3 separate regions of the Mus musculus genome follow, and all the other regions are linked to region 2. The links are chromatin contacts, called in public HiChIP or PLAC-seq and Micro-C maps. All regions are on one chromosome and are shown on one strand. Each heading gives the region's core, a stretch centred on a gene start, on an enhancer-like site or on the middle of the called end of the contact. The rest is flanking DNA. Distances are from core to core; before and after follow the strand shown.

Region 1 (2,700 bases), core at 39-2,538, 480 kb before region 2:
CACAACTACCTACCCAACGGCAGATCTGATGTCCTGTGGCCTCCAGGGGCCCTGAACGGTGCCCATAAACTCATGGAAGAAAACACACATACACACAAATAAACAATATTTTTGTATGTTTGTTTTGAGACAGAGTCTCTCTACCTAGCTCTGGCTGTCCTGGGACTCTCTATGTAGACCAGGCTGGCCATGAATTCACAGATTCACCTGCCTCTGCCTCCCAAGTGCTGGGATTAAAGGCGTGTGCCACCACCACCCGGCGACCACTAAGTTTTAACCAAATATTTACATGGACTTTTAAGAGAATATAATCAAAAGTCTAACAATGACCATAAAAAATTCATCAGAAGAATCAATTGTTTATATTTAAGTAAGGCCATGTGAGGGGCTGCTCCTGGGAAACCTCTTCTCCATGGATTCTTGCTCATTGGATGTGCACAAAGATGTACCCAACACCAGCCTCACTTTTTCTGGAACGATCTTCCAGCCTTTCCTATTTCTTAGTAGTTTACCAACTCAGATTCATGTTTCTTTTGAAAAGATTTTGCCGCCTTATAATGAAAATCTCACCTGGCTCTAACATACCTGACTGGTTTGTTAAAAAGTTTGTTTCCTGGGTAAAACTTTAATAAACGGTCAGTTTGCTATTATACCCAGCCATCTCCAGTGGGAATGGGGAAGAATCACGAACAACTTGTAAAAGTGTGAATCATAAAACGTTCTCTGTTACCATCTGTTCCTTATGCTTAACTGACCTGGAAACTAACTGCCCCGTGGTATTTTTATTGTTTAATGTTTCATGGGCTGAGGCCTTTCTCTCGAAGGATTAGGCTTCTGAAAGGGGAAAATTAAAGTTGTACTCTCTGGTTTCATACAGCACCAGCAAATAGGTAAATCAACACGCTGGAAGAAGAATGATCAGTTTGGGGGAAAGACTCTTGGGCAAAGCAAAGCAAAAGGAAAAAATAAAAATAAATTTAAAAAACAGAGCGGGGCGCGGGCAATGAGACACTCGCGCCATCGCATCAGCTCCTTAGACACAGAAGCAGGCACGCTCTCAAGGCCTGGGAGGATGGACCTCCGGCGGTCCTCTCGAAGAGGGCGTGTCCAGGGCCGCAGCGCGGGCGGCCATTGGCTGAGCGGCGCTCCCGGGCGCACCGTCAACTCTCACGAGGCGCTGGCGGCGTAGGCCGCGCGCCGCGCTCTGGCCGGCAGGGGGCGCACGTCCGCGCGCTGTTCTCCCCCGCGGCGCCGCCCGCTCCCGGCCGCCCGGCGCCACGCCCGCCGCAGGCCGAGGGCCAGTCACCCGCGGGCCTGCGCCCCGCCCCTGGCCCGCCGCGGGACGAGTAACGGTTACGAAGCACTTTCTCGGGTGAGGTTTCTGCTTAGTCATTGTCTTCCAGGAAACAGCTCCCTCGTTTCAGCGGCGGCGGCGGTGGCGGCCGCAGAAGCCGCAGCGACCGTCCGCGCCGGCGCCTCCCTCCCTTCCTTCCCTCCCTCCGGGACCGCCTCTCCGTCGCCGCCCGGCCTCCTCGGGCCCGAGCGCACACCGGGCTGTGGCCGCGCGGAGTCGGCAGCCTCGCGCTCTCCTCTGGGGCCTGGGGCACCGCCGCGCCCTGCGAGGCAGCCGTCTGCCCACTCGCCCGCCCGCCTGCCCGCCCGCTCGCCATCTCTCCGCGGCTCCGGCGCTACCCGGTCCCCTCCGGCGGCAGCTGCCATGGGCACCGACAGCCGCGCGGCCGGGGCGCTCCTGGCGCGGGCCAGCACCCTGCACCTGCAGACCGGGAACCTGCTCAACTGGGGCCGCCTGCGAAAAAAGTGCCCGTCCACGCACAGCGAGGAGGTGAGCACGGTGGGGGCCGAGGGTCTCCTCGAAGTGGGGACAAGCAGGGCTCTCCGGAGCTCGACCCGCTTCGGAGGTACCGAAGTGAGCTGGGTACTATCCCGGCTTGGCAGGTGCCACTGCGGGGCGAGGGGCGCCTCCGCCGGTCGGAGTTGATCGCACAACTCTTGAGGGCCACCGGGTCCCCTGTCTGGCTGGACAGAGCCACTGCAGCCCCGCGTCTTCATCTTCCGTCCCTCTCCCTTAGCCAAGGTAAAGGAAAGATAAAGGTTTAGTGTTTGGTAGATGGACTAACAATAGGTTTAACTTTGATATTGTTGACATTGCTTTCTCTATTGTACTGAATTTGGATTTGGGACAAATAACTTACTGGATGTTAACATTGTATTTGCTTCAAAACCATTAAAGAGGGGCAGGTGGTACACGCCTTTAATCCCGGCCCCTAGGGAGGCAATAGCAGTAGGATCTCTGAGTTCGAGGTCAGCCTGGTTTGTATATTGAACTCCAGGACAGCTAGGGCTACCCAGTGTCAGCCCCAACCCCCACGCCCCCAAAAAACCTAATGTGTAGTTGGAAGTGACAGATTAATCTAGAATTAAAATGTGTTATATTTGTGTTAATGGCCCATTCCTGAGCCAGTGGTTCTCCATGGACCGTGCAACTCATTGCAGAGGCGTATTGATAATATGGAACATGTATACTACTTAAAACAACAAAACAAGACAGATGTGCAATTATGTGTGGGGAGTAATAAGCTGGGTATGGTGGTGGGCTCTTCTAATACGCAGCCTCAGTGGGCTAAGGCAATAGAATGTAGAATTCGAGGCCAGCCTGGGCTACCATGTGATGAGGTCCTG
Region 2 (2,700 bases), core at 60-2,559:
GATGGTTGTGAGCCACCATGTGGTTGCTGGGATTTGAACTCCTGACCTTCGGAAGAGCAGTCGGGTGCTCTTACCCACTGAGCCATCTCACCAGCCCCCGAAGGAAGAACTCTTAACCACTCAGCCAGAATGAAGTGTCAATATGAACTTTGGAGGGAGCGGGCACAAACAGTTAAGGCCCAATTTCTAGCTATTATCCCAGAGTTCAGTTTTAAATCAGGTGACTTCCTGGTAGGAGGAATGTGTAGATATGGGGTGGGGGTGGGGTTCACCAACAAGGGGAAACTCCCTATTCGCTAAGCATATTTAATGTCATAGTAACATATCAGGAGAGAACTGTCATTTTAAAATCTAATATAATTTATCATGTGTTGCTTTGGTCATGGAATTTTATCACAGCAATAAGCAATGTAAGGCAATACTATTTCTGAGGTATCGATGCCAGTTAAATACAAATGAGTTCATTTTAAATCAGGCTAACTGGGTGTTCCCAGTTGTACATGGGTAGCTAGTGTTAGGGTTCGTAAGTCAGCAGAATCGTGTAGAGGTAGTCTTAGCTTCAAAATTCACAGGCCAAGGACAGGTGGTTGTCATTTTTATGTCCTATGTCTAACCGAATCTTGCGCTTCCATAAGGAGGGTCTTTGGTGTATGAATCAATGATTACAACTGATGTTAGCCTTAAGCTCGGATGTGGTTTTGATGGAAGCCACTGTGTCCCGTACCTGCAGGTTTGTCATAGCGGTTTCTTCCTCATGTCTCTCCCTAGCTTGTAGGGTTGGAGTGCTTTCCGGAGTCACTGGGAGGGCTGCTGTGAGGGAGATAGGTTCTGGGTCCTCTCCACCAAGAGTTGCTTAAGGAGAAAAGTGAGGTGGGGCTGTCCCTGTACTACTAAGAACGAAGAAAAACAATCACGTTAACTTTTTCCCACACTTTCTAGTGAAGCTCCTGCCTCTTGCCTTCTGGACTGTAGATGAGTCCTCACTGTGATCTTTCTGTCCTAGAGTTGGTTGGTTGGGAATTGCAAATCCACCCACTGTCACCTTTGCGCATAGAGGGAAGCTGACTCGGCCCACAGCGCACCCCAGCGGCGGTCTGGAGTCCTTCTAGCCTTGGCCACTTGGCTTCCGGAGGGCTCGCCAGTCAGCGCCGAGGCAGATGCAGAAAGCCGGTTTCCGCGGGACCCCAAGGAGGACGCCCGCCACCTGGGAACCTCGGGGACCTGGAGGGGCGGGGCTGAGCGAGCTCCGGGGCCGGCCCGCGTCTCTGTGGCTTCGCTGAGACACTGCAGGGACGAATAAAGGCAAAAGGGGAGGGTCTCGAACACTGTCCTGCTCCTCTGAGAGAGAGAGGTGGAAATCCGGCACCTCCGAGCCGCAGAGACGCGCGGCAAGCACCATGGAACGAGCGGGCCCCAACTCCGTGCGGTCGCAGCAGCAGCGGGACCCGGACTGGGTGGAAGCGTGGCTGGATGATCACCGGGACTTTACCTTCTCTTACTTTATTAGAAAGGCCACCAGGTAAGAAGAGGAGCCACAAAGGACACAGCCAGGGACATGAAGCGTGACCTGAGGCTGATCTCTCTCCCCCACCATTGAATTTTCCCCTCGATCCAACATTAAACAATCCCCGTTCCCAGGCCCTTTGCTTCGGAAGTAGCTTCTCGGTCCCAGTACGGACTGGAGTCCTCTACTTAAAGGGAGCACAGTTGAGAAGCGAGGCGTCGGATTAGAAAGGACTTGCCCACGAAGTTAAAAACAAAAGCGTACACCCGGCCCTGGAGCAAGATTACTCTCCCGGGCCTTCTCCCCTCCCCTCTACTCTCCCGGTTTCCCTCCCAAACCCGCTTAGCAAAAACCAAAACAAGCCAGAGCCCCTTCCCAGCGGCTCCGGAAGCACCACTGCGGGCGCGTCCCTGTGGTCGTGCTCCTCCCCTGCCCGGCTTGCTCTGACCCTGGAGGGGCGGGGAAGCCGGGGGGGTCTGGACCAGGCCACCGGGAAGCCTGGGTGCCGCAGCTTGCCCGGGTCGCCCCCAGTGAGGACTGTCGCCTTTGGTCCCCCAATAGTCCTCTGGTCATCCCTCTTCTGGCTGCGTCGCCGCAAGGAGGATTTTCGCGGAGCTTTGCGGCGCGCACACAAAGGGCGGGAGGGAGGCGGCCCGGGCGGACTCGGGGACCCGGGGACCCGGAGCACCCCAGAGGCCAGTTCTTCCTGGTCTCGAGCCAAACGCCGGGAGGCCGCTGCGGAGGGCGTGGAGAAGGGAGCCTGTCCTTTAGGATCCGACTGCTGCACGGGCAGTCGGGGCTCGCGCAGACTTGAGAGTGGAGCGGAGGGACGAGAGGGTGGAGCGGAGTGCGTGGCGGGCGGGTCCCCCGAAGCTCGAGGAGTCGCCGTGAAGCCCGCGCGCGCGCTTGCCTCCGGCGCGCCGATCTGGGCTGAACTAACCAGCTCTGCTTTGGAGAAGGGGCTGGAGCCCCGCCACCGGCGCCTTGGGGCAACGGCCGTCGAGCAGCTGGTGCTGGCCGCCCGAGCCGGGAGGGCGACTCTCGCCGGGCGGGGATGGTGGACGAGCCGGTGGGGACTCGCCCGAGCGCGGCCGCCACTCGGCCGGGCGCTGCCCGCCAGGGGGCGACGCAACGCGGGGTCCGCAGCCGGCGACCCGCAGCGAAGAGGCGGCGGGGGCAGTAGGGGAGCCGGTCGG
Region 3 (2,700 bases), core at 29-2,528, 360 kb after region 2:
AGACTTCTACGCTTTATCTCACGTTTAAAGACGATCCTTTGGGAGAGAGGCCAAGGGCTGTAAGAGCCAGCAGGCTGGAGGAATGGGAATTCAGACTCCACACAGGTATGGGCTTGTGGTGTCCGGTTTCTCACTAGGGCTCAACTGTTCTTGAAATTGTAAAGTAGGAATAATGCTGTCTGCCATTTCAAGATTCTGGGTAGAAGAGTTTCTAAACTGAATGCCACACAGCACAACGAATCATGACCATTTTTATTATTGTGTGATGAGACTGTGTGGCTCAAAGGTGTCAGAGATCTGGCAGAACCTTTTGTTCAAGAGGCAACTGCATGGGCGGGCTGCCGACCCTAGACAAAAATAGAAGCAGGCCTTGACTTTGAAGTGGGGTGAGCGATGCAGGCCTCGGAGAGTGCCAAGGCAGCCCTGCCTCCCCGTGCTCCCAGAACATAGGCAGCTGTGCTGGCCAGAAACACCACCCCTGACCTCATCTCTCTGCTGGATCAGAGTGGGCCAGAATACAGAAGAGTAGTTGGTTTCTGATGTTCTATTTTAAAAAAGATAAAATATAAAAACAGTAGCTCTCAGCGTAAGTTCAGAGAGAGCCATGCTATGGAGAAATCTGTGTGTATTCTTCTTTGATCTCTTCATTTTAGAGATGCAGACTGACTGTGAGCTGACAGACTGACTGTGTGCTGGTCGGAATGCTGAGCACTAGGTGTCTGTTGCCTCCGGTCATCCTTCCCAAAGTCTGTAAATCCCCTCCCTGCAAATAAGCATGGGAACTACTAAAGGCATTTACCCCATGCCACCAAGTCTGCATTGCATGCATTTGCATAAAGGAATTGAAGGCATAGGCAATAAAATTTAATTTGAATAATCTATTTTAAGGCACGACAGCAGTTACTATAGCAATTTTTACCAACTTCTGAAAAGAACCCAGTGAATAAATTATAGCTTATTAAAATACTTCTATTACTATAAGCTGCATTCTATTGAAATAGCTGAAAGTGCCATCTTAAAGGCTTATAATGTGTAGCATTATTTAATTACATTTTAATAAGAGTCTAGATTGGATAAAGCTGCCCTGGGAAGAGCATCAGAAGTGCAGAAGGAGCTCGCAGCAGCCTACACTGCTCCTTACATGCACTGGAGCTGCAAGACCGGAAGAAGCCACAGTGCATGTTGGAGTTCTGCCAGAACAAACAAGAAAGCTCACAGTCTCCCTTACTCCCAAGCCGGGAGTAGGACTACCGGGAAACCAGAAGGCTGCAGAGAGAGGCCGGTGCCTGCCACCCACCCCTCCTGCATGCACAGGGCCTGTAAGAGGCGGAGGGATCTGGGAAAGTGGTCTTTGAACTTTGCAGCGGGGCCCGCAGTTTACGGCATACGACGTTCTTGTACTTTTTTATTTTCTGCTACTTACTTTCTACTCTTCTATGTATGTCTCCCGATGGCTTTGCCTTTGTCTTTAGAGTGCTCAGTTAGGTTTTGGGAGCTGTTGCTTATGCCTCCCCCCCCCCCCCTTCATCTTTTCCTCTAAACCCATGGTCATCTCTCCCACCTCGCCTCACCCCGCCACTTTACCCACCTCACCCTGTTTTCTACTCAGTGTTAATTTAATATTTCTCCTCCCCTACTCTGCTTCCCTCCTAACCCTGACCGTATTTTCTAGTTTTAGGTTATGTAAACAGTTTCTTATATATTTTTTCTTGGTTACAGCTCCCCTCCCCCACTCCTCCCCCACTCTCCCCACCTCTCTGCCCATCGCCCTCCATGGTTGTTCACGAGCTCTCTCTCTTTAAAGAACAAGTATGTTAACTAAACTCCAAGTACACTCCATGCTATCCTTGCCTGTTTATCCTCCAAAAGTTATTGAAGCCGAAGGAGTCACTGTTGGGAATTGGCTAATAAAATATTTGAATAGTGTTAGTATTCAGCCACTGTGGTTGGTCTTGCAGTTAATATTCTACTTGGGGAATGGTACGGAGCTTACACCAGGCATCTGGAGCTCCGGGAGTGAGGAATTATTTTCTCAACTACAGCACATTGAGCTCTAACACATTCAAGTCTGTGTGAAAATTGCAAATACTTCAAATGAAGGAAAATAGTTGGTCAAAACTAAACCAACCCTAAAAAAACAAAAAACCAAAACAAGACATTAGATGCATACATCCCAACATAGCAACATTTAAAAAACAAACAAACAAACAAACAAACAAAAAAAAAACAAAAAAAATCAGAACTCTTCCAAATAGAGTTAGCCTTCAGTAACGGCACCTAGTTGGAGTGAGTTAGATGAACTCCCACATAGAACCTGAAGTAATGACCGTACACATGATCAAGGTCACAAAGAGATGAATGAAATAAGGAGGTGATACATAGTATAAACAGGAAAGCCAACAAAGAAATTACAGAGAAACACCAATTCAGAGTACTAGACATTACAAAAACAAGACAAAAAAAAAAACCCACAAAAAACAAACAAACAAAAACCTGTACTGGCTGGGTTTGTGTGTCAACTTGACACAGCTGGAGTTATCACAGAGAAAGGAGCCTCCCATGAAGAAATGCCTCCATGAGATCCAGCTGTAAGGCATTTTCTCAATTAGTGATCAAGTGGGGAGTGCCATTGTGGGTGGTGCCATCCCTGGGATGGTAGTCCTGGGTTCTATAAGAGATCAGGCTGAGCAAGCCAGGGGA

The links. Hi-C and Micro-C count contacts between places; a contact is called where the count stands out from the background. HiChIP or PLAC-seq counts read pairs in DNA pulled down with a chosen protein or histone mark.
Region 1: a Micro-C map of embryonic stem cells shows a contact between it and region 2, with 7 times the contacts expected there. The contact joins the promoter of Gclm here to the promoter of Pde5a in region 2. A contact is called at or near these places in 2 of 39 promoter capture datasets (cranial neural crest and pre-B cells), 2 of 484 Hi-C or Micro-C datasets (both in embryonic stem cells), 2 of 115 datasets of contacts at active chromatin or transcription factors (pro-B cells and stem cell-derived neural progenitor cells) and 2 of 9 other capture datasets (liver and macrophages).
Region 3: a contact with region 2 is called in a FOXA1 HiChIP or PLAC-seq map of pancreatic cancer cells. The contact joins the enhancer-like site here to the promoter of Pde5a in region 2. A contact is called at or near these places in 2 of 39 promoter capture datasets (embryonic stem cells and stem cell-derived epiblast-like cells), 1 of 15 datasets of contacts at CTCF or cohesin (embryonic stem cells), 16 of 484 Hi-C or Micro-C datasets (the HL-1 cell line, the N1E-115 cell line, Th1 cells and 6 more), 7 of 115 datasets of contacts at active chromatin or transcription factors (astrocytes, embryonic stem cells, forebrain and 3 more) and 1 of 9 other capture datasets (embryonic stem cells).

Annotation. Positions count from the first base shown.
Region 1 is chr3:122,244,269-122,246,968 of GRCm38.p6, forward strand. It overlaps Gclm (glutamate-cysteine ligase, modifier subunit), which reads left to right and starts at 1,289. Exons shown (of 7, transcript NM_008129.4): 1 at 1,289-1,843. The coding sequence starts at 1,718. It overlaps Gm46822 (a long non-coding RNA gene), which reads right to left and starts at 104. Exons shown (of 6, transcript XR_001783970.1): 1 at 1-104.
Region 2 is chr3:122,727,849-122,730,548 of GRCm38.p6, forward strand. It overlaps Pde5a (phosphodiesterase 5A, cGMP-specific), which reads left to right and starts at 1,310. Exons shown (of 21, transcript NM_153422.2): 1 at 1,310-1,519. The coding sequence starts at 1,398.
Region 3 is chr3:123,092,258-123,094,957 of GRCm38.p6, forward strand. All of the region lies in intron 4 of Synpo2 (synaptopodin 2), which reads right to left. Among named protein-coding and RNA genes, the nearest start is that of Myoz2, 59 kb to the left of the region's middle. Within about 2 kb of position 1,279, at least 68 of the 459 cell types and tissues checked have an H3K27ac peak or open chromatin away from gene starts, as enhancers often do. A contact at or near this core is called in astrocytes, forebrain, muscle stem cells and 2 more, where this site is marked.